7 separate regions of the Mus musculus genome follow, and regions 1, 3, 4, 5, 6 and 7 are each linked to region 2. Evidence: chromatin contacts called from public HiChIP or PLAC-seq, Micro-C and promoter capture Hi-C data. All regions are on one chromosome and are shown on one strand. Each heading gives the region's core, a stretch centred on a gene start, on an enhancer-like site or on the middle of the called end of the contact. The rest is flanking DNA. Distances are from core to core; before and after follow the strand shown. Region 1 holds the start of Sik1 (salt inducible kinase 1). Region 2 holds the start of Btbd9 (BTB (POZ) domain containing 9). Region 3 holds the start of Srsf3 (serine and arginine-rich splicing factor 3). Region 4 holds the start of Tbc1d22b (TBC1 domain family, member 22B). Region 5 overlaps Tmem217 (transmembrane protein 217). Region 6 holds the start of U2af1 (U2 small nuclear ribonucleoprotein auxiliary factor (U2AF) 1). Region 7 holds the start of Cdkn1a (cyclin-dependent kinase inhibitor 1A (P21)).

Region 1 (2,700 bases), core at 55-2,554, 1.3 Mb after region 2:
GTTAAATTAAAGCCTCTGTATTTTTCAGCTAGCTTTATTACAAGGAGCTGCTCACTTCTGTTGTGTTCCCCCCTCTCTATTTCTCTCTCTCTCTCCCTCTCTCTCTCTCTCTCTCTCTCTCTCTCTCTCTCTCTCTCTCTCTCTCTCTCTCTCTCTCTCGGAAGGGGGCGGTTGCTGGTCATTATTATCTTTGCTCTTCCCTAGTAATTGTACAAATTATGTAGAAGCATAATACAAAGCTTTTTTCCCCCTTTACCAGACTAAACAATGTCATCGTTTACAATTGTGACAATCAACTCCACAGGACTGAATCAGCACAGGGGGCCACCCCCTGGCTGGATCCACCCCCTGGTTTAGTCCCCCCCCCACACACACACACAACACGCGCGCGCACCTGCGTTTTGGTGACTCGGTGCCGCGCCAGCTTAACCACTGCAAAATTGCCTTTGCCCAGGGTCCGTTCCACGTCGTAAAAGCCCACCCGGAGGGGCTTCTGCTGGCCCTGGCCAGTGCCTGAGGGGACCGCACTGAACTCCGACATGATCACCATGGCTTCGGGCCGCACCTGCGGGTCAGCGAGGAGTGCGCTCAGCACCGACCGACTCCGGCTCGGTCCCGATCCCATTCCCCGCCAAACCCGGCCACTGAAACTGTGTCCGCCAGGCCACCACGCGTGCGTCCTCAACCCTCTGTTCCTCCAGCCCCAGGCTCCTAGTGTGGCCCCGACCCAGGTTCGCAGCTCACACCCCCACTCGCTCATTCCTTGATACAGTATCTCCTCGGCTAAAGTCCCCACGCACACACTCCTCTATCCCGAACCCCCAGCCTGCGCCCCCACGCGCGCGCCCCCTCGATCCCAGGTTCCCTCAGTGCGAGCCCCCACGCACGCGCCCCCCGACCTCCGGTCCCGGCCGGGCGCGCGCGCCAGCAGTCCACCCGCAGTCGACCCCAAGCCAGCTCCTGGACACCCTACGGTCCCGGGTTTTCACCGCGCTCCCGTCCACCAGTGCCAACGCTCGGCTCCTCAGGACAGGCTCCACAACCGGGCGCTCGCAGACCCGCCTCCGGGCGCCGACCCGCAACAATAGGGAGCCCGCCGGGCTGGAGTCCTGCCCGCGACCCCAGGCGCGCACCTGCGGGTTTCGGAGACCCGAACCCGCGCCATTGCTCACCTCCGCCGCCCTCCGTGAGCCCGACCCGGGATGCCACCCGCTCGGCTGCTAGCTCTGCTCCGGTGCCCGCCGTTCGCGCCGCCGCCGCCAACGCTGCCGCCACCGCCCGGGCCTCGCCGCATGTCAGCGCCCCGCCGCCGCCGGCCGCACGCGGCAACGCCCCGCCCCGCCCCGGCCCCGCCCCGCACAAGCCCCGCCTCGCCCCGCCCCCCGCGGCAGGCACAGCCCATTGACGTCGTTTTGACGCCAGAGCGACGCGCGGCCCGGTGCCTGCCGAGGGGGAGCGGAGATCGGGCGGTTGCCAAGAGACTGGAGGCTCTGACGCGCGCGCTGGTGAGGCCGTCGCCATGGCGACCGCGGGCGGTGACGTCAGGGGCCCGGCTCAGCAACCGCCCGAGACTGCTGGCGCCCCCTGCCGGGCATGGGCGACACTGCTGTAGCCCACCCCCCCACCCCACCCCCGCCCCCGACTAGGAGACCGAGCCTGCTTTAGGACCACTTCCAGGGGCTTCATGGTGGGTACGGTGCCCTTTGGGTGCTCAGTGCTCGCTTCGGACTCAGCAGGGTGGAATAGAGCTGCGGGATTTTCGGCGTGGGACTCTGGGGCTGATGGCCCTAGACTGATCAGTCTGCTATGCTGGGCACTCGATGTGCCGCCAGCAGTGGCTGCCCCTTGACCCTCACTTCATCCCTGAGAGGGCCGGCCAGCTGCAAGAATGCCTGGCTCTAGGAAAGTGTTGGTTAGTTGAACGCCACTTACTTTTGTTATAGAAAGAGAGAGGGGGGGGGGGAGGAGAGAGGAGAGAGAGAAAACCTCTAAATATTCAGCAAGTTGGAAAGTTAAAGCAGGAAAACGCGACTCATTTTCCCAAAGCCTCCTGCTTCAAGGGCCGCCTGGTCCAGCAGTGGTGTCCTGGGACAGCTGAATAGGACGCGTGCTTTAGACACGGGCTGCAAAAGGACCCAGCCACTACTCAGGGCTGATAGGTGGGGCCCTTGGAGGACTGGGCACTTTGCCCATTTTCTTGCTGTCTGCCAATTGGCCCACCCTGTCTGTCCCCAAGCTGCTTCCAGACAACAGATAGGACACAGGGCGGCTGGGACCTTGGAACTGACCCTGAGAGTGCCTGCCGGAAGCAGGGCCCATTAAAGGGGAGACGGAGTGTGGAGAGAGTGGAAATGGCATGTGTGTGACTCCTTCTGTTTGTGTTCCCTCACACCTCATCAGAAAGTAAGATGTGTTCTTAAGGGCAGACGAGAAAGGGGACAGACGATTCTCCAAAGGCTAGGAAGGTGGCGGTTTGGAGCTAAACTTCTGTGTCTCTCTTCCTCGTGGCTTCCTGTGTGAGAGAAAAACTAGCACCGGGTGGATTGATTAATCACAATTGATTCAGAATTCATCAGAATTCATTCCTCAACGGAGGAAGACTTCCTGGGTAGAGGCGGGTGGTAGGCTGGCCTGAGATAGGGCTCGCAGGGGCCAGCCATGTACTACTGCTACTGTACATTACTCCCACAAGGATCGTAC
Region 2 (2,700 bases), core at 19-2,518:
GTTATAAAACTGAATCTCCTGATTTTAGACTCTGGGTGGAAACTCTAAAGTTATGTCCCTCAGTTTTTAGGCATGATCAAATGTCAGTGCTCCCTATCTTGTCACTCTCACTTGGCACTGCCTTTAACTCATAACGGGAAAGATTATTTCTTCCATTTGTCTCCATTATTCCTCCTTAAAAAACCACCACATACAACGGACCCAACAGAATCCTGTATACTGGCTGATGGCCAGTTGCATCATTTAACTCCAGTCTCACCATGCCAGCCCACGCGTGAAACACAATCTACATTTCCACCAGATAAATAACAGCCCGCACTGCTTCTGGGAAGAACACACACAAAAGGCAGGGCTGCTCTACCTGCAAGACCCTTGAAATGGCCAAAGCACAGCACGGTTCTGGGAAATAGATACAAGGGCAGATTTGAGTCTATGAGGAAGTAACAATACTGGATGGATATGGTCCCTTGGCTTCAAAAATGTGGATCAACACAGGATATAATAATAATAATAATAATAATGTTCAGAGAAGCACGTGGGCATGCACGTGAGGCTGGAAGGTCCAGGCAACAGGTTAGTCAACCAGCATCTTCACTGACAAGTCGCCTTCCCCGGGTCGTGGGTGTGCCCGACGCTCACGCAGGCACAGATTCTAACGATCTCTCTAACAACCCGCTCCTACTCCCAGACCCGCCAGGGTAGAGCTGACGGATCTCTTCGCGGTTTACCCCAAAACTTTGCGAACCCCGAGGGTCCCCATTTCCGCGTTTGTCAGGTTTGCACAGTCGGCGTCTCAGTGTGGACGCGCGGCTGCTGAGGAACGCGGGCTTCTCCCGCTTCAAATTCCTAAAAGGAAACCGGCAGCGTCGCACTGGAGTCCAGTCACTTGTCCCTCGGCACCCCTCTCTCCAGCGCCCCCCTCTCACCCCCCCCCACCCCCACCCCAGAGCGCCAGGCCCGGGAACTGACCCTCCTCAGCCCCCGTCCCCGCCCCCGGAACCAGCGGCCGAGGGGCGTGGAGCGGCGCGCGCGGGTCCGGCGGGGAGGGGGAGCGCGTCCCCGCGCCCCGGGCCCGCGCAGCAGGTGCGGCCAGGCCCCAACTCTCACGAGCGGTCCGGGCGACTCACCCCGACGATGTCCCTCAGCGACCTAGAAGCCGCCACACACGTCTCTTCCGCCAGCAGCGACCCCGCCTCGTGGCCACCGCCCCCTCGACCGCCGCCGTCGCCGCCTTCCTCGCCGCCGCCGTCGCGGCGCGCGCCCGCTTTCACGCACACCGCCGTGGCCGCGCACGCGCTCTGCGCGCTGGCGTCACTTAGCAACGGCTCAACCGTGGGCCAGTAGAACCCAGGACGCCAGGGCCCCAGGTCGCCTCAGGCGGGGGTCTTGCGGCGTGTTTCCCCAGGTCGGAGCCACTGCCCCTCCAGTACTGGGCCCTGAGGGTGTGGCCGCCCTGCCGACACCTGGCTCAGGGTGAGGCACGTCATCACACGTCACTGAATAGCGTCATCGGTCGCGTCACTGCGTAAGGGGACGAGCCGGAGCGCCGGTTGGAGAAAGCCTCGTCTTTCTGCACTTAGTCGCTTGCCTGATGGACAGTCAGCTACGTGCGAGAAGTTGGACGAGGAGAATGGGCCAAGAGAGGCATTACCAGCATGAAGGTGCTACGAGGCCAGGCCTGAAATACCACGACTCAGTTTCCTCCTTCTGTCAGTGGGAAGACGGATACCCGACTTGCCTGCGCTAGAAAGGTGTCAACTTAGGACGAAATAATGCATGCGAGGCTGCGGGCGAACTGATCTCATTCGAACTCCTTATTTCAAGACCCTGACAGAAAGCCCGGACATAAGTCCTCGACACTCCAGGACTACCAAGTGTAACGTATAAAGCCCATTAGACTCCATCTTTCACATAAGAAGCAGGCACTGTGAACTTTGAAGCCGTAGAAATTGGGTTGTAGGTCTTTCCTGGCCGAAACTGGAGAGTCGTCACTCTTGAAAGTTACTTACCTGGGTGTGTGGGTTTGAAGATGGAAGACTTAATTCCAAGCAAAGACGACTTAAATGGGCAGTGAAAATGAACAGACACAGCAAGGGTTAGGGCTGGGCCAGTGAAGGATCAGAGCCACAACCTAGACTCTGGCGGTGGGGATGGAAACGCGGAGGCCAGCTCTGAGCGGGGGAATGAATAGGTAGGCCAGGTTTCTAGCGTGGTTGCTGAGACAGGTGGGAGTAACATTTAGCAAGACGGAAAGAAAGCTGCCTTTGTGTGTCAGTTACTAAATGGTAGTGACATTCCTTACGGATGACATGGTAGAACGATGGAATGTGGATACGTTGGTTGGGGAAACATTCTCCGCTCTCATCTTCCATGTGGAACGATATCCATCAATTTAATACATCTACTTTCCGATACACGTGTCCCCAATTTATTTGTCCTTGGAGAATTGACTTCGGGATTGGTACATTTAAAAAAACAAAGGGAGCCGGGCGGTGGTGGCGCATGCCTTTAATCCCAGCACTCTGGAGGCAGAGGCAGGTGGATTTCTGAGTTTGAGGCCAGCCTGGTCTACAGAGTGAGTTCCAGGACAGCCAGAGCTATACAGAGAAACCCTGTCTCAGAAAAACCAAAAAAATAAAAAGGGGGGGGGGGCAAACTGAAGTGGGAGATCTTTGAAGAAACAGAGCAAACCCTAGAGTT
Region 3 (2,700 bases), core at 23-2,522, 1.5 Mb before region 2:
GTCATTTAGATACATCAGATTTTTTGTTGTTTTTCAGAAAGTATCTCAAGAAGTTCTTTCTGGCCTAGAACTCACTAAATGTATGAACATAAAGTTCGACTCCTGTTCCCTTGGGCCAAGAGCTGAGATTATGAGGCAGGGAGGAGAGGAAAAAGACAAAAGGACGTTCAAATGAGCCCCATTACTACTATACTAGGCATGTCTAACCCAGAAAGAAAAAAAAAGATCTAGAAGGAAATGAAGTTTTGCTAGAATCTTCTGAAGGTCACAACAAAAACAGGTTTAACAACTGTAGCCTGCACCACAACTCCCTTAGGGGAACAAAAGCATTAGAGTTGTGTCTGAAAAACTGGTTAATATTTTGACCTTTCTTGGAAGCAGAAACAACTAAGTCTCCCCAATAAATCAGAGTAGCCTGAGGGGGGCCAGGCCGAGGATACGTCTGGGAGCTGGAGGCAAACGATGTGGCTTGTCAAACGAGGGTATTCAGCTATCCTGGGGTCTGTGTGTAGAGGCCCAGGGAGACCCACAGGTCTGGCAGCCAGAGCAAAGCCCTTACAAAGGCCGCAGGTGCCCCTCCTAGCATCTGCATGGCGGAGCTGCGTGCTCAGAGCGTAAAGGCAACCTATGCAAAACCTTGCTCTCCTCCTGGGAAAGTGAGCCCTGTGACCGTTTGTCTTGTTTTTTTTTTTGTTTTTTCATGCAGCCTCATCAAGTCGCATTTGCCGCGCGCGCGGTTTGGGCGAGGCGGGAAAGCGAAAGTTGAGCAAACTTTGCAGGCTCTACCCTGCATCGGGGCGCAGACCGGGCACCGTGGGGTACCAGTTAAGTCGCCCAAGCTCGGTGACCTTGAGAGCGACTATAAGGCTCCTTAGTCTGCGATGGATGCCCCACAACGAGGAAGCAAGCGTCCATGTTTCACTCTGACCCGAGCCCGCGGCTGCAGCCGCCATCGCCCGGGATTAATGGCGGCAGAGTCTGGACAGCTTTATTCGGCTGCAGCCTAGGCGGAAGTGGAGGAGAGGGGGCGTCTGCGCGGCTCGCGGGGATGGCCGGGCCGAGCGCCGCATCTGCGGGACAAGCCGGCACGCGGCGACGAGCTCGCGCCACCGCGCGTACCCCACCCACCTGACGGAACGGCCGGCGCGCGCTCCCAGTAACCGCGGTTTCTCGCAGCGTTTGTAGCGCTTACGTCACAGCCTGCGCCGCCTCTGATTGGGTGATCTGGTCAGGTCATGTGGCAGAGCAGGGTGCTATAAATAGGGCGAGGGGACGGTGGTGGTCCGCCATTTCGTGACGCCGCGAGACCGAGAATCTGTAGGAGCAGAACCAGAGGGAAGCGGGTGGGCCTGTCGGAGCGTTAGGATTTGAGCTTGGGCCTTTTGAACCCAGGATCTCGGTAAGGGACCGGCGAACGGAGGGAGGGAGGTGGAGGGAGGGAGGTGGAGTTCCGCAGACTCGAGGTGGGGCCGGGCGCAATGGCGGCACCAGATTGAGACAAAGGGGCGCCGCCGCCATTTTGTGACTTTCGGTCCCGGGCGGCGGCTGGGGCCCCGGGCAATGTTGAAGATGCTTCCAAGTCTGTAAATCCCGGACTTAATCTTTTGTCCTTTGGAGGAAGGCTCGGAGAGGGATTGCTCCAGGCTGGGGTGTGGCCGGCGTGTGTGTGTGTGTGTGTGTGTGTGTGTGTGTGTGTGGGGTAGATCTCTAAATGAATTCTCCACGTCGCGGCCTTTAGTTTGATGGCGCCTTTTTCTTCCTTGCTCCTGGTTTTCTTGGTATAGTGTCTTGAGGACTTTGTATATATTTTTTAAGACAGGTCTTTTCGTATTTACTGAGCCCCTACAGTCTCATCTTTTTTTTATGCCGACTTGGTGTTTGCTTTAAAAATCTTTTCTAATGAGGCTGCGTTTCTTAATGTAAATCATAGTTCACTTTGAGTTGGGTTTTTCTTTGACCTATTTGCTTTTAACAGGTGTGAAAACCGGGGATGGATGAGTTTCATTTGTCTTTTTGTTTGTTTTTTTAATTTTCGCGGAATGGCTTGGTCGCTCAACTGAGTCTTGGGCACAGGGTGGGGTCACGGCAAAATAGGGTTAAATTTTTTAGTTTGATAATAGTCGGTTTGAACATTATGGTGTATAGTAGGGAAGACACTTAAATGGCTTATTAAGTAGGGTTTTCATTTCGGAAGTGTGAAGTTGAAGACTTACTGAGTGTATGTCCTCAAGGTTGTATGTTGTATGTCCTTTTAGTAAAGATTCTTTTACGCAGGAGTTTAGGGTGCACGGTGCAGGCCACTACATGCCTAGCAGACCTCAACATTTACTTTTATGCACTTTTTACTAAAAGACGGGGGGTCACTAGCAAACTTCATAACTGTCATTCCTCTAGCCTGTTGAGCCACAAGCATGCTTGCCTTCCTAGCTATGATAGTTTTGTTGTGGAACCTTTGTGTGGTTCCAAGATATTTATTTTTGTTTGTTCCTGAGACAGTTCTTGCTGTAAATCAGGCTGGCTGTCTTGGTTTACTCAACTTTTTTAGATCTGGTCTCCAACTCATCATTTCCCTCCTCCTTCAGAGTGCTGGGATCAAAGGTGTGTGTGTGTGCGTGCGCACACCACCTTCCTGATGCACTTAGTTTTTGAGACAGGGTAAGTTATGCTTCAACTTCTGCATTCCTTTTTCTGTAGTGCCGG
Region 4 (2,700 bases), core at 119-2,618, 1.0 Mb before region 2:
ATGCTTTTAACCCCTGGGCCACCTGTTCAGGTCTACAGTCCTAGTCTTTTAACATTAGCAAGCAAAAGAAGCCTGAAAACTGGGAGTAATGTCTATGTAAAAAGAAATCACTGAGGGACATATAGAAGGTGTTTCTTTAGGTGGGAAAAGAAGGAGCCTTGAGAATTTGCCAGTATGTTGGGCCAGCAAGATGGCTCAATGGGTATAGGGGCTTACAGCCAGTCTTGACGACCTGAGTTCGGTGAGAAGAGAAAACTGAAGTTCTCCTTTGACCTCTCTCTCTCTCTCTCTCTCTCTCTCTCTCTCTCTCTCTCTCCTCTCTCTCTCTCTCTCACACACACACACACACTGAATAAATGTAATGTATTTTTCAATATTTAGAAACCCTAGGGTGTTAGTACAGAGATGGATTGAGCAGTAGCTCGCACATATCCACAGTTCCTTGTCTGAACAAACATTTCTTCGGAGTAGAAAAAGGAAGTACCCTCCATCTTCCCCCAAATGTCCCAGAACACACTCAAAAAAGAGAGGTAGTCATTAACATGACACCCAAAGGAGACAACATGCTAAAATTAGATCTCATTTTGAGTCAAAATTAGATTGAAAAATGAATCTATAGATGGAAGATTTATAGCCAGTTAATAAAGGAGTTGAGGATATTGGGGGTACATCCTTCATCTTCCTGATTGTTGCCATGGGGATGAACAACGTCCCTAGAGAAAATGCTACTTGGAGGATAAATTAGTATTTCCTAAGCATGACTTCTCAGTATCTGGATCCTCATAACCAGAAAGAGTCAGACCCGAAGAAGGGATTACATCACGAAGTTCAGTTAGCGGAAGAAAGGGGGAGTCTGATAAATCAACTGCTACTCATACAACAGTTACCCGCACTGGGGTATGGCCGGAACTGTCCTCTGCGAAACTAGGACCATAAGGGAACAAGGCGGGGGTGGGGGGGTGGGGGGGTAACCACCCTGGGTGCCATTGAGGTGAGGGACATTAAAAAATGTTCATTATTACATGAGGCCTTCCTTTAAAGACTAATGTATACAAATGTTATGGTTTCTCCTTACCCCTCTCCACCAAGACAACCCCAGAACCTCAGCCCATCAAAGGCAACAGTCCCATCTACTTCTTCCTCGCAGTACCTGGTTCTCTGCCTCCGGGGAGTAGGAACTTTCAGCCCCGCCTTCCTGCCCATCTAAGCCCCGCCTCCCCGGCCCACCTGTGTGCCCAGCCCCTGACGTTGCCGCGGGCCTTCAGCGGCCCGCAGGATCCGGGATCCTCATTGGTCCATCCGCCCACCGGCCTGCTCAGCCCACCAATGGCAACGGTGTTGGGCGGGGGGAGTGCCCACATCCAAGATGGCGCCCCCAGGAGCTGGGAGCGGGTGACCGGCGGCGGGGAAGCGGCCTGGGCTGGCCCTCAGATTGCGGGGTCCCGGGGGCCTGTCGCGGGGCCCCCCCGTGACCCACCGACCAGGCCTTCCCCCGGGCCGGAGAGATGGCCGCCGAGAACAGCAAGCAGTTCTGGAAGAGGAGCGCCAAGCTACCGGGGAGGTGAGCCCAGGACGCTGAGGGGAGTGGGGATTGGACCCAAAGCCTTCCAGATCCTGGTCCCTGAATCCCTCCGTCTTGGGGTACCCCCGAGGCCGGAGGGCTGGTGTCGGAGTAGCCCAGGCTGGAGCAGCTGTCAATCAGAGGAGCCTGGCCAGCTTGGGTGTGGGGTGCAGACTGGGGTCTGGGGGCGGGGAACCTCAGCTGGGAGGTGTCAGGGGACCAGTGTGAGGGGCAGTGGAGTTGGGCGAGTTGCCATTGTCAGCGTAGCCGTGGAGGGCCACCTGCAGACCGCTTCCGACTTTCTACAGAACTCCTTAGGGGTCTCCAACAGCATGGGTGGCTGCTTGCATGAGGGTTGGTGGCCCCATGGCCTTGGTTCCCAGCCCATCATCACATTCCTGTCTTCCCTTGGACTCCCAAAGGGGTTCTGATAGGAGAGCCTGGGCCAGGCCTGCAGGGGTATGAGCAAGACAGGGGAGGGGGAATTCTCAAGCCTGACCTTACTCTGTCTTGAGTTGGTCCTTTCTTTTGAGAAATTATTACAGGGTGGCCGCAGGGTGGAGAATAAGTTATTCCTTCTGGCATCCCGGAGAAGTGATGATTTTTCAGTGTGGATGCATTAAGTTCTTTTATTCTTGTTTTGTTGGAGAGCAGACCTTTCAAGCAACTTATTCCCTTAGTGTTTCTTTCTCTTGTTAGTGTATGTTGACACTGAGCAATTGTCTCTCAGTCAGGCTGCCTTTTGGTTTACTGGTTCCGTTTGTTTTGGGTGATGTCCTGAAAAATGAAAGCCCTATGTGTTTCACTACTGAATTTAAGATTTCTGCCAGCCACAGGCTGCTTGGTGTTAAGAGTTTGTGTCTGGTCACCGCCCTCATGAGTTCTATCCTTAGTGATTTTCCTGTTAAGTCTTTTTTTGTTCAGGTGTAGTCCTTTGACCTGTGACCTCGCACTCTTCCCTTCCTCCTTTCCCTCTCTCTCTCCCCTCTTTCCCATTCTCTCTCCTCCTTCTCTTCCCCTCCCCCTCCCTCTCCTCTTTCTCCCCCTCTTCCGTTCTCTCTTCACACTGTTGAAGACACTCTGCCACTGAGTTACACACAGCCCTCGCCCCCTTCTTCAAGCGAAAGAGAAACTGAGAG
Region 5 (2,700 bases), core at 61-2,560, 1.0 Mb before region 2:
AGGAATTAAAATCTAGGACCCACATGTGAGAGAACGCAGGTCCTATTTGTCCTTTTGAGCCTGGTTTATTCTACTTCTACTTCATTTACTTCATTCGAGGATTTCCAGCTTCATCCATTTCTCTGCAAATGTCACTATTTCATATTATTTCACAGCTGAATGATTTCCACAGTCTGTACCTTCCGCATCTCCTCCATCCATCAATCCTTCCATCAGCTGATGGATATCCATGCTGGTCCCACTCCTAGATGTCTTGGGTTTCTGAGACAGAAGGCGAGGGGTGTCTTAGCTGCCTGTTTTGCCTCAGGGCCCCTCCTAAAGTAAAGGTCTGGAGCGGCTGCCAGCTGAAGGCTGTCCTCCGAGGAGGGTCCTTTCACTCACCTGGCTGTTGGTAGCTCCTGGCCAGAAACCTCAGCTCTCTTCTTCTGGCCTGTTTTAAGGGCTGCCTGAGTCTCCTTGTGCCATGGCTGCAGGCTTTCCTCGAGGGTAACTGTTTGGTAGCAGCAGAGAATGGCTGTGTCTTTTTTTTTCTTTTAAATTTTATGTGGTTGAGTGCCTTTCTGCATGTAGGACCGCCAGGTGCCTGCAGTGCCCATAGTAGCCCGAAGAGGGCGCCAGTTGGAGCCCGAGGAACTGGAATTACACAGGCAGTTGTGAGCAGCAAATGCTCTTACCACTGAGCCATCTCTCCAGCCCTGCGGTCTTGCTTCTTATAGGCTTACTAAAGGCTAACCACAGGGCTGCGCACACAGTCCTGGCCGATGGCAGCCTCCGCTCATCACCCCAGGGTGATGAGGCTTTGAGCTTTCTTCTCAGCCAAGTAGCCAGCATCCAACCCAGCAGGGTGTGTGTGTGTGTGGGGGGGCACTCTCTAGGGGGCACAACCTGCTACCTCCCCAGTTTTCCCAACAGGAGAGAAATCCCAGATACTGTAGGGAAGCTAGGGTCTTCCCTTCTTCCTGTATTCTTCCAGGCCAAACTCTTGCTCAAGAGATCAGATTTCCCAAAACAAAAACCCAATCCTCTCCAACACAGAAAGAAAACCAGCCTGCCATGCTTGACAGTGAGTCAGCTGACAAGCAGGGAAACCAGTCCCCACTGGGGATGGGCGAATGCAGACAATAAACCACAGGGCTGCGCACACAGTCCTGGCCGATGGCAGCCTCCGCTCATCACCCCAGGGTAGCTCTACACATCCCTTGCTATGTCTATAATCTTTTCTTTCTCCAGTGCCTTTTCTCTACTTGGCTCTTTCCTCTGGGTCTTTCAGGTCTCCTACGCGGTGTCAGGGTCCCACGGTAGCTTCCTTTCTGTGGTCACTGGCTGACTGCCAACTTGCCTCTCACTAGCAGGCCAATCAGGAGTGCCCCGGAAGCTCTCCTCTGCGCTCCTTTCTTCCACAGGATGTCAAACACATCTCTGAGAACTTTCAGTGAATTCTCACTGTTCAATGCTCAGAACTGGGGTACATGGGCACCCCTAGCCACGGTATCACCATAGCTGCCATAGACAAATATTTATGCCAGGACTAGAACTCAGCTGCCTTATTCCACTAGCAAGGAGCCCTCTTGATGAAGAATATGGAGTTTGTTCTGCTCAGGACCCGTTTTCCTTGAATGTGGAGGTCTCTGATGTGGGACAGGACCTTCCCTTCCTTAGTGTAGCAATTGCGCCTTCCACAGACAGCCACACAGTTGGCCAGAATAAAGTTTAGATTTCCAAGTATCACTTGCAGCTAATGGCTATGCTACCAAAGGGTTTTTATTTATTTATTTATTTATTTATTTATTTATCTATTTAGTGTGTTTATTTTTGGACCAGAGGAAGGGAGTATTTTGAGATAGGGTTTCTCTGTGTAGCCTTTACTGTCCTAGAACTCACTCTGGCCTTGAACTCAGAGTTCTGCCTGCCTCTGCTCAGATTAAAGGAGTGCACCACTGCCCAGCTTGGAAGTTGGTAGCCTGGTTGCTACCAACGTTTTTTAAATGACATTTTATTCATTTTGTGTGCATGCAAGAGTTATGGTTGTGGATGTGAGCATGCCACAGTGTGTTTGTGGAGGTTGGATGACAACTTTTGGGAGTAGGCTTTCTTCTTCCACCTTCATGAGGGTCCTAGGAAAATGGAACTTGGACTTTCAGCCATCTTGTTTGGCTTTTGATGCCTCGTGTAGCCTGGGATTGCCATGAATCCATTATGACTTTGAAATCCTGATCCTTCTGCCTCTACCTCCAGTGTCGGGGTCACAGGCTTGGAACCACTGTGTCTGGCTTGATGCTGTCAATTTGTAAGAAAGGGCTGAGAAGAGAAGAAACCAAGGTGGCCATCTGTATTAAATATCAGACTCCTGTCGTTCCTCTTTGTCATCCAGATGGCTCAGAGGTATTTACGGGAGGGGCCCAGCTAGGGACACTTGCACTATCACAGACCCCTGCTTCTACAGACAGAACAACAGAGAAAAGAGATGGAGACCCCTGAGGGTTTCACAGAGCAGACCCCCATTGTGTTTTAAACTCCCACAGGAGAGGGTTAAATGACTGTCCTGCTGTATTCACCTCATGTTATTTTGTAGCCAGGCTGAAAGGATAAAACTGCCTTGAATGATCTACCTTACAAGCATTCTAAAGTCTGCCACAGCTGGGGCCAGGGATGGCTCTGTGGTTAAGAGGGCTTACAGTCCTTGGGGAGGACCCCAGCTCA
Region 6 (2,700 bases), core at 155-2,654, 1.1 Mb after region 2:
GCTGGAACTCAGAGATCCACCTACCTACCTCTGCCTCCAGAGTGCTGGTACTAAATGTACCACCACACCTGGCTTTTGAGTGTTGATTTAAAAGTACTTTAACGGCTTTACTTTAAATTACATATATGGGGAGGGGGAGGGGTGCCCGTGGCGGCCAGAGGCAATGGATCTCCCAAGATCTGGCACTACAGGTGGTTGTAGGACATCAGATTGCAATAAAGGGGATTCAGGGAACCACACTACTGGCCTCTTCAAGAGCAGTTCACACTCTGAACCACTGAGTCATCTCTCTAGTCCCTTTAATGTATTTTAGTCATCCTTAACACAAGGCACAACCTTCCTCCATGACTTCCTGAGAACCCAGACTTTATTCCAGCTGATTCTCCAAGACTGGTCTAGACCTAACATCCAATTAAATGTCTCTTGAGTGACTGCCGATTCAGGCATGAGACTTTTAGAAACATCCCCTCTTTCAAACACTGAAGACTGTATAAAGGTGCCTGATCGGACAGCCTCCATCCTGGAAAACAGAACATTTTAAGAGTGAGAATGTGGCACCAAAAACGTTATCTATTGCAAACGCTTACCACCGTGACTGACATCTGCATAAACCTTGTACAAGATTCAGAAACATAAAGATGGTGACTACTTACTGGAAGCAGATTAAGCCAGATACTTAAATCCTTAGGTTTTCAAAGTAGGAATTATCCTTGAAAGTGTCCGAAGACATTCCCCTTAACCTAAATTTCAGCCGACACGCGGAAATGAGTATGTGCCTCGCAGCACACGACCACAGGCGGGAATATTGCTATTCCTTTTCCTCTTACCCTAACAGTTGGCTACGGAAATGCAAACCTTAATTTAAAAAGAAAGGCGGGTCCGCCAACGCTTAGGCAGGCAGGAGGTTTATTCGGTCGAAACCGCTCCCAAAGGTCGGCCCCAGCACTGAATGCTAGAGAGGACGGGGCCACAGCACTTCCGACACGATAACTCAAAGCCTAAAGTTGCAAGAAACGTGTTACTTCGCCACAGAAGCCCCGGGCAGCAGTGGGAGCGCGGCGTGGGGCAGGGCCCCGCGTAGAACCCGGCATGGAGCGCCCGCGGTGGAGCTCGAGGCGCCGAGGCCCAGCCCGAGCCGCCCGCCAGTCCCGCCGCCCGGCCCACGAGGCGGCGGCGCCGAGCCGCGCGAGGTCTCCAGGCCCGAGCCAGCCGCCACGCCTGGACGTCACCGCCGCTTGCCTCGACCGGCACCCGCTGCCCGTCGCCTCCCCAGCCCAAGTCCCGGCAGGCCGGCCCTACTCACTTGTCTTTTTCGGTGCCGAAGATGGAGGCCAAGTATTCCGCCATTTTCGAGCGGACGACTCAGGCACGGCAGCCGACGCTGCCGACTACGCCGACGTCCCTCCGGAGACGTCACCCGACGCGACGACGCTCTCCCCACCCGTCGTAGCGACTCTGTCCAATTGGGAAAGGTGCTGCCAGCGCGGGGGCGGGACGAAGAGCATGAGGAGGCTCCGCCCCTACCCTGGCGCCTGCGCACTCCTTGGCGCCCGGGCGGGTCCCGCGCATTGCTTGCGGCTTAGGCTGTGGACAGCCGCTCCGCGCGTGCTCAGCACCGCTGTTTCCCGCTCCCGCCGCTGGGACCGCGCCCTCTCCCCTTGCTGGCCCTCCTGTCCCAGGCCTCCCACCAGTGCAGCTGTAGATAAGGGGCTCTGTCCGGCCTCCTGGAGGGCCTTAAACCACAGCATCCTCACAGTCACAAGGCTCACCTTCAAGTCACCAAATTTCCAGGCAGAGCCTAATCTCCGTTATCTCAGGCAGAGACCCAGGCTGCGGGGTCATCTTGGTTGGATGACTTTATCTGCTCTCTCTGGCTATAGAGCCACTTCCATCCGAGGACGAACCGTGGAAGAGGGTTGTGGGAAGCTGGGGTCTCCTCACAGGCTCTCACTAGTTAACCTGGTTACTGGAACCAGGATGAATGACCCGATCAGGTCCACCAGACCATTAGTTTGTTCATCCTTCTTTCTTCCCACACGCCCATTCACCCCTCACTAATTAAGCTACCCAACTATCCATGCCTCACCCATTCATCTTCCCCTGTCACATCTATTTATCTCTTATTTGGAGACATTAGAAGAATAAGCCCTGTGACACATATATAGACACAGGCTGCTACGATGTTTGTTTTATTGAGCGTGTTTTGTTTTTTGTTTCTCCATGGGATGGTCTTGTGTATGCATCAGGCTACATAGCTACTATGTACAGCTACAGATGACCTTGAACTTCTGATCCTTCTGAATCTCTTACCATCCTGAGTGCTAGGGTTACCAGTGTGTACTACCAAATAGGTTTATATGATGCTGTATGTTAAGCAAGCACTCTATCAACTGAATGACATCCCGAGCCTTGGTTGGTGTAATGTTTAAATCCACTTTTCTGAGTTATGGAGAAGAGGCTTCTGGGTATGTCTGTGAGGGCAGGGATAACCACTTCATACTTCGCCATGCATTGTATCACTGGGCTCTCTCTCCCTCAACTACAAGTAACTAATACAGCTGGTATAATATTGCTCCAGCTGACATGACAGAGAGTTTAAAAGAATACAGACCTGGTGACATCTATTCCTGTTGGTGGCCTTCTATGGCTCCCAAGGCTCTAAGTATACAGGCATCTTTCCACTTTTTGTTTTGTTTCTTT
Region 7 (2,700 bases), core at 193-2,692, 1.5 Mb before region 2:
CGTGTAACAAGACTGAAGAAAACCCCCTTCTGCTGGGTGTGATGGCTCAGACCTGTAGTCTTAACTCTAAGCAAGGAAGTTAAGGCAGGAAGATTGCCTTGAATATGAGGGCCACCCTGGGCTACATAGCGAGGCCTCGTCTCAAAAGACCCCAAACAGAAGGAAATAAAACTGACTAGAGACATGGAGGAAGGTGGGAACGGAGAATGTCTTACTGCTATGTCTGTCAGGAACATCCGTAGATGTTTCTAGAATTGTCCTTTATCAATGTCATTTTAGTGGACTGTCTGGATCTTGGGAGGGGGAGTATTAGACATTTCCCTCATTTTGGACCCAGAGAAAGAAATCTGCAAGCAGAGTACTCTGGGCAGCTTGCCAGAGGTCAGCAGGTAGCCATTAGTGTGGTCCCAGTCAGGTCTTGATGCTCTCACTTGCAGGATGTATTATGGTGTGAGAAATGTTCACATGCTGGCTTCTGAAGAGGGGAGAGGGGAGGTAAGGAGCCTGGCGGCTGTTTTTCTTGGTAGTCCGTGGTCTGAGAACTGGACTCAATCTCCCCGATTTCTGAGGCGGTTGACAGCATCCTTTCCTTCTGTGGAACTGCTTTCCTCGTCTGTGAGACAGGGAGGAAATGATCGCGTTCTGGACCCGATGTCCGAGGGGCTTCTGGGAGGAGGGGGAAAAAAATCTCCAGACATAGTGGGACTTCTTGGGATTTTAAACTATTTTTTATTATTTATGGGCTTGTTTTGTTTTTGAGAGGGTCTCAATGGATAGCCCAGGCTGGTCTTGAACCTGTAACGCCCCTCGTGCCTCAATCTCCCAAGTATAGGATTCCAGGCTTTTGCTATCATACTCAAATGATCAATTTATTTATATTTGAAACAGTGTCACATATTTCAAGTTGGTCTCCATCGGAATAGGTAGCTGTCAAAACGACCTTGAATGCCTATTTCCCCCTCCTCACCCCCCACTGGGCGCTGTTATTACAGACGTGACCCCGCATGCCCAGTTTATGGGGCCCTGGAGCTCCAACCCAGGGCTTCACTTCCAGCAAGTTAGGCAAACACTGTACCAACAGACCCACCTCCCGAAACCCAGGATTTTATTTACTAATATCAGTGATCTGGAAAAGAGTTAGTCCTTCCCACAGTTGGTCAGGGACAGACCCATAAACACTCACTCAGCTCTAACTGTACTGTTGTTCATAGATGTATGTGGCTCTGCTGGTGCGCTGCGTGACAAGAGAATAGCCCAGGTGTGGGGGAGGGGAGGGCGCGCCCTCTTAACGCGCGCCGGTTCTAGCTGTCTGGCGCGGGCTTAGATTCCCAGAGGGGAGGGCGGGCCAGCGAGTCCCCGGGATCGGTGAAGGAGTGGGTTGGTCCTGCCTCTGAGGGGGCGGGGCCTGGGCCGACGCTATAAGGAGGCAGCTCGACGCCAACTGCAGCAGCCGAGAGGTGTGAGCCGCCGCGGTGTCAGAGTCTAGGGGAATTGGAGTCAGGCGCAGATCCACAGCGATATCCAGACATTCAGAGGTGAGAGCTTCGTGGCAGGGAACAATAGTTCTTCCCCGTAGCAATGCGCTGAGCCCAGTGGGTGTCCCCAGAAGTGTGTGTGTGTGTGTGTGTGTGTGTGTGTGGTGATGAGTGGATCACCTGTGTGTGTATATGTGTATTTGTGCGTGCCCGCCAGAGTCACAGGTGTGTCCGCGGCAGGTGGATGACGGGTGTGGGTCTGAGCGTCCGTGGTGGCTGAAGGCTTCGTTTGTTGGAGTGTGACGAGGGTCAGGCTATGTCGCGGACTCGGCATACAGAGTCTGAACTCCAGGACCACGGATGGCAGCCACTCTTCCAGTCCTTGGAGACCGGGTCCGAGCGATGGCTGGCGGGGATCGGCTACCGGGAGCTCGCTTCTGGTTGCCAATGTTTCTAGGGATTCCAGGTGCGGCTCGCCCAAAGCGTGAGAATGAAGCTCACGGTGCCCCGAGATGGGTCCTGGGTGGCGGTTGTGACAAGCTTCGGCGAGTCTATCTAGAGCTTAGCGCAGAGCGGTTCTCCGATCCCATGGGTGCCGCCGGATCCCCGGTCCTTGTGAACCAAGTGCCCTGTTTCGCGGTAGCCACCACCCCACTGGGCTCTGAGGTCAGCGCGAGCTGTGTCCTCCGCCCTCGGGATCGTGCCTGGGCACGTCCTAGAGGACAGGCGAGGAGGTGACTCATTGTGACAAGGAGACCCCGGGCACTGGATTGAGACCAGAATCGCGCCACAACTGGGGATGGGTCAGTGGCAGCCCAGAAGCCCCTTTCCCTGCCCGGGTACAGCCTCGTTCCTGCCCCGTCCCCTCCCCCGCGCGGCACAGTGACCTATTTGGCGGGCACAGTATGTTCCCAGGGAACCCGGGACACGGGGAGGTCCAGGACGCGGTGTCCGGTCCCCGCTCGGCGGCGCGCCCTCGGGGACAGGGAGTCTGGGCGGGTCCTGTCCACCCTGCCAGCCCGGGAAGCGCAAAGGGTCCCACCCACCGCGCCCACCACGACCCGGACCAGTGACCGTGGGGCGCGAGAGGAGCCCGCACTGTAGAGCGGCCGGTATCCTCGCGGAGTGAGGCTTACGGGTGCCGTACATCAGACGCCCCGGGGCTGGGGCCCTCGACCCAGTCCACACCCAGTGTAGGAAGGTGACCAGGCTGAGTGCGCCCACT

The links. Promoter capture Hi-C pulls out the DNA fragments that hold promoters and counts their contacts. A called contact is a pair of places that touch in the nucleus more often than the background predicts. HiChIP or PLAC-seq counts read pairs in DNA pulled down with a chosen protein or histone mark. Capture Hi-C pulls out chosen DNA fragments and counts their contacts.
Region 1: a contact with region 2 is called in a Micro-C map of embryonic stem cells, with 6 times the contacts expected there. The contact joins the promoter of Sik1 here to the promoter of Btbd9 in region 2.
Region 3: a contact with region 2 is called in an H3K27ac HiChIP or PLAC-seq map of large pre-B cells, with 2.9 times the contacts expected there. The contact joins the promoter of Srsf3 here to the promoter of Btbd9 in region 2. A contact is called at or near these places in 1 of 39 promoter capture datasets (liver) and 1 of 115 datasets of contacts at active chromatin or transcription factors (large pre-B cells).
Region 4: a promoter capture Hi-C map of adipose tissue shows a contact between it and region 2, with 2.0 times the contacts expected there. The contact joins the promoter of Tbc1d22b here to the promoter of Btbd9 in region 2. A contact is called at or near these places in 4 of 39 promoter capture datasets (the HPC-7 cell line, hippocampal neurons, liver and 1 more), 2 of 115 datasets of contacts at active chromatin or transcription factors (embryonic stem cells and large pre-B cells) and 1 of 9 other capture datasets (adipose tissue).
Region 5: a contact with region 2 is called in a promoter capture Hi-C map of the HPC-7 cell line, with 5 times the contacts expected there. The contact joins the enhancer-like site here to the promoter of Btbd9 in region 2. A contact is called at or near these places in 3 of 39 promoter capture datasets (the C10 cell line, the HPC-7 cell line and pre-B cells), 1 of 115 datasets of contacts at active chromatin or transcription factors (large pre-B cells) and 1 of 9 other capture datasets (adipose tissue).
Region 6: a contact with region 2 is called in an H3K27ac HiChIP or PLAC-seq map of microglia, with 7 times the contacts expected there. The contact joins the promoter of U2af1 here to the promoter of Btbd9 in region 2. A contact is called at or near these places in 1 of 484 Hi-C or Micro-C datasets (the G1E-ER4 cell line) and 1 of 115 datasets of contacts at active chromatin or transcription factors (microglia).
Region 7: a contact with region 2 is called in an HNF4G HiChIP or PLAC-seq map of pancreatic cancer cells. The contact joins the promoter of Cdkn1a here to the promoter of Btbd9 in region 2.

Annotation. Positions count from the first base shown.
Region 1 is chr17:31,854,500-31,857,199 of GRCm38.p6, forward strand. It overlaps Sik1 (salt inducible kinase 1), which reads right to left and starts at 1,305. Exons shown (of 14, transcript NM_010831.3): 1 at 1,173-1,305; 2 at 395-565. The coding sequence starts at 550.
Region 2 is chr17:30,575,019-30,577,718 of GRCm38.p6, forward strand. It overlaps Btbd9 (BTB (POZ) domain containing 9), which reads right to left and starts at 1,269. Exons shown (of 11, transcript NM_027060.1): 1 at 1,128-1,269.
Region 3 is chr17:29,031,388-29,034,087 of GRCm38.p6, forward strand. Srsf3 (serine and arginine-rich splicing factor 3) reads left to right here and starts at 1,273. Exons shown (of 6, transcript NM_013663.5): 1 at 1,273-1,399. It overlaps Gm16196 (a long non-coding RNA gene), which reads right to left and starts at 1,236. Exons shown (of 3, transcript XR_876716.2): 1 at 1,129-1,236.
Region 4 is chr17:29,548,434-29,551,133 of GRCm38.p6, forward strand. It overlaps Tbc1d22b (TBC1 domain family, member 22B), which reads left to right and starts at 1,369. Exons shown (of 13, transcript NM_198647.1): 1 at 1,369-1,561. The coding sequence starts at 1,506. Tmem217 (transmembrane protein 217) reads right to left here and starts at 1,160. Exons shown (of 3, transcript NM_001162901.1): 1 at 1,076-1,160.
Region 5 is chr17:29,530,836-29,533,535 of GRCm38.p6, forward strand. The region is part of intron 2 of Tmem217 (transmembrane protein 217); the gene reads right to left. Among named protein-coding and RNA genes, the nearest start is that of Tmem217, 17 kb to the right of the region's middle. Within about 2 kb of position 1,311, at least 80 of the 459 cell types and tissues checked have an H3K27ac peak or open chromatin away from gene starts, as enhancers often do. A contact at or near this core is called in the HPC-7 cell line and pre-B cells, where this site is marked.
Region 6 is chr17:31,657,350-31,660,049 of GRCm38.p6, forward strand. It overlaps U2af1 (U2 small nuclear ribonucleoprotein auxiliary factor (U2AF) 1), which reads right to left and starts at 1,405. Exons shown (of 8, transcript NM_024187.4): 1 at 1,304-1,405. The coding sequence starts at 1,347.
Region 7 is chr17:29,092,327-29,095,026 of GRCm38.p6, forward strand. Cdkn1a (cyclin-dependent kinase inhibitor 1A (P21)) reads left to right here and starts at 1,443. Exons shown (of 3, transcript NM_007669.5): 1 at 1,443-1,535.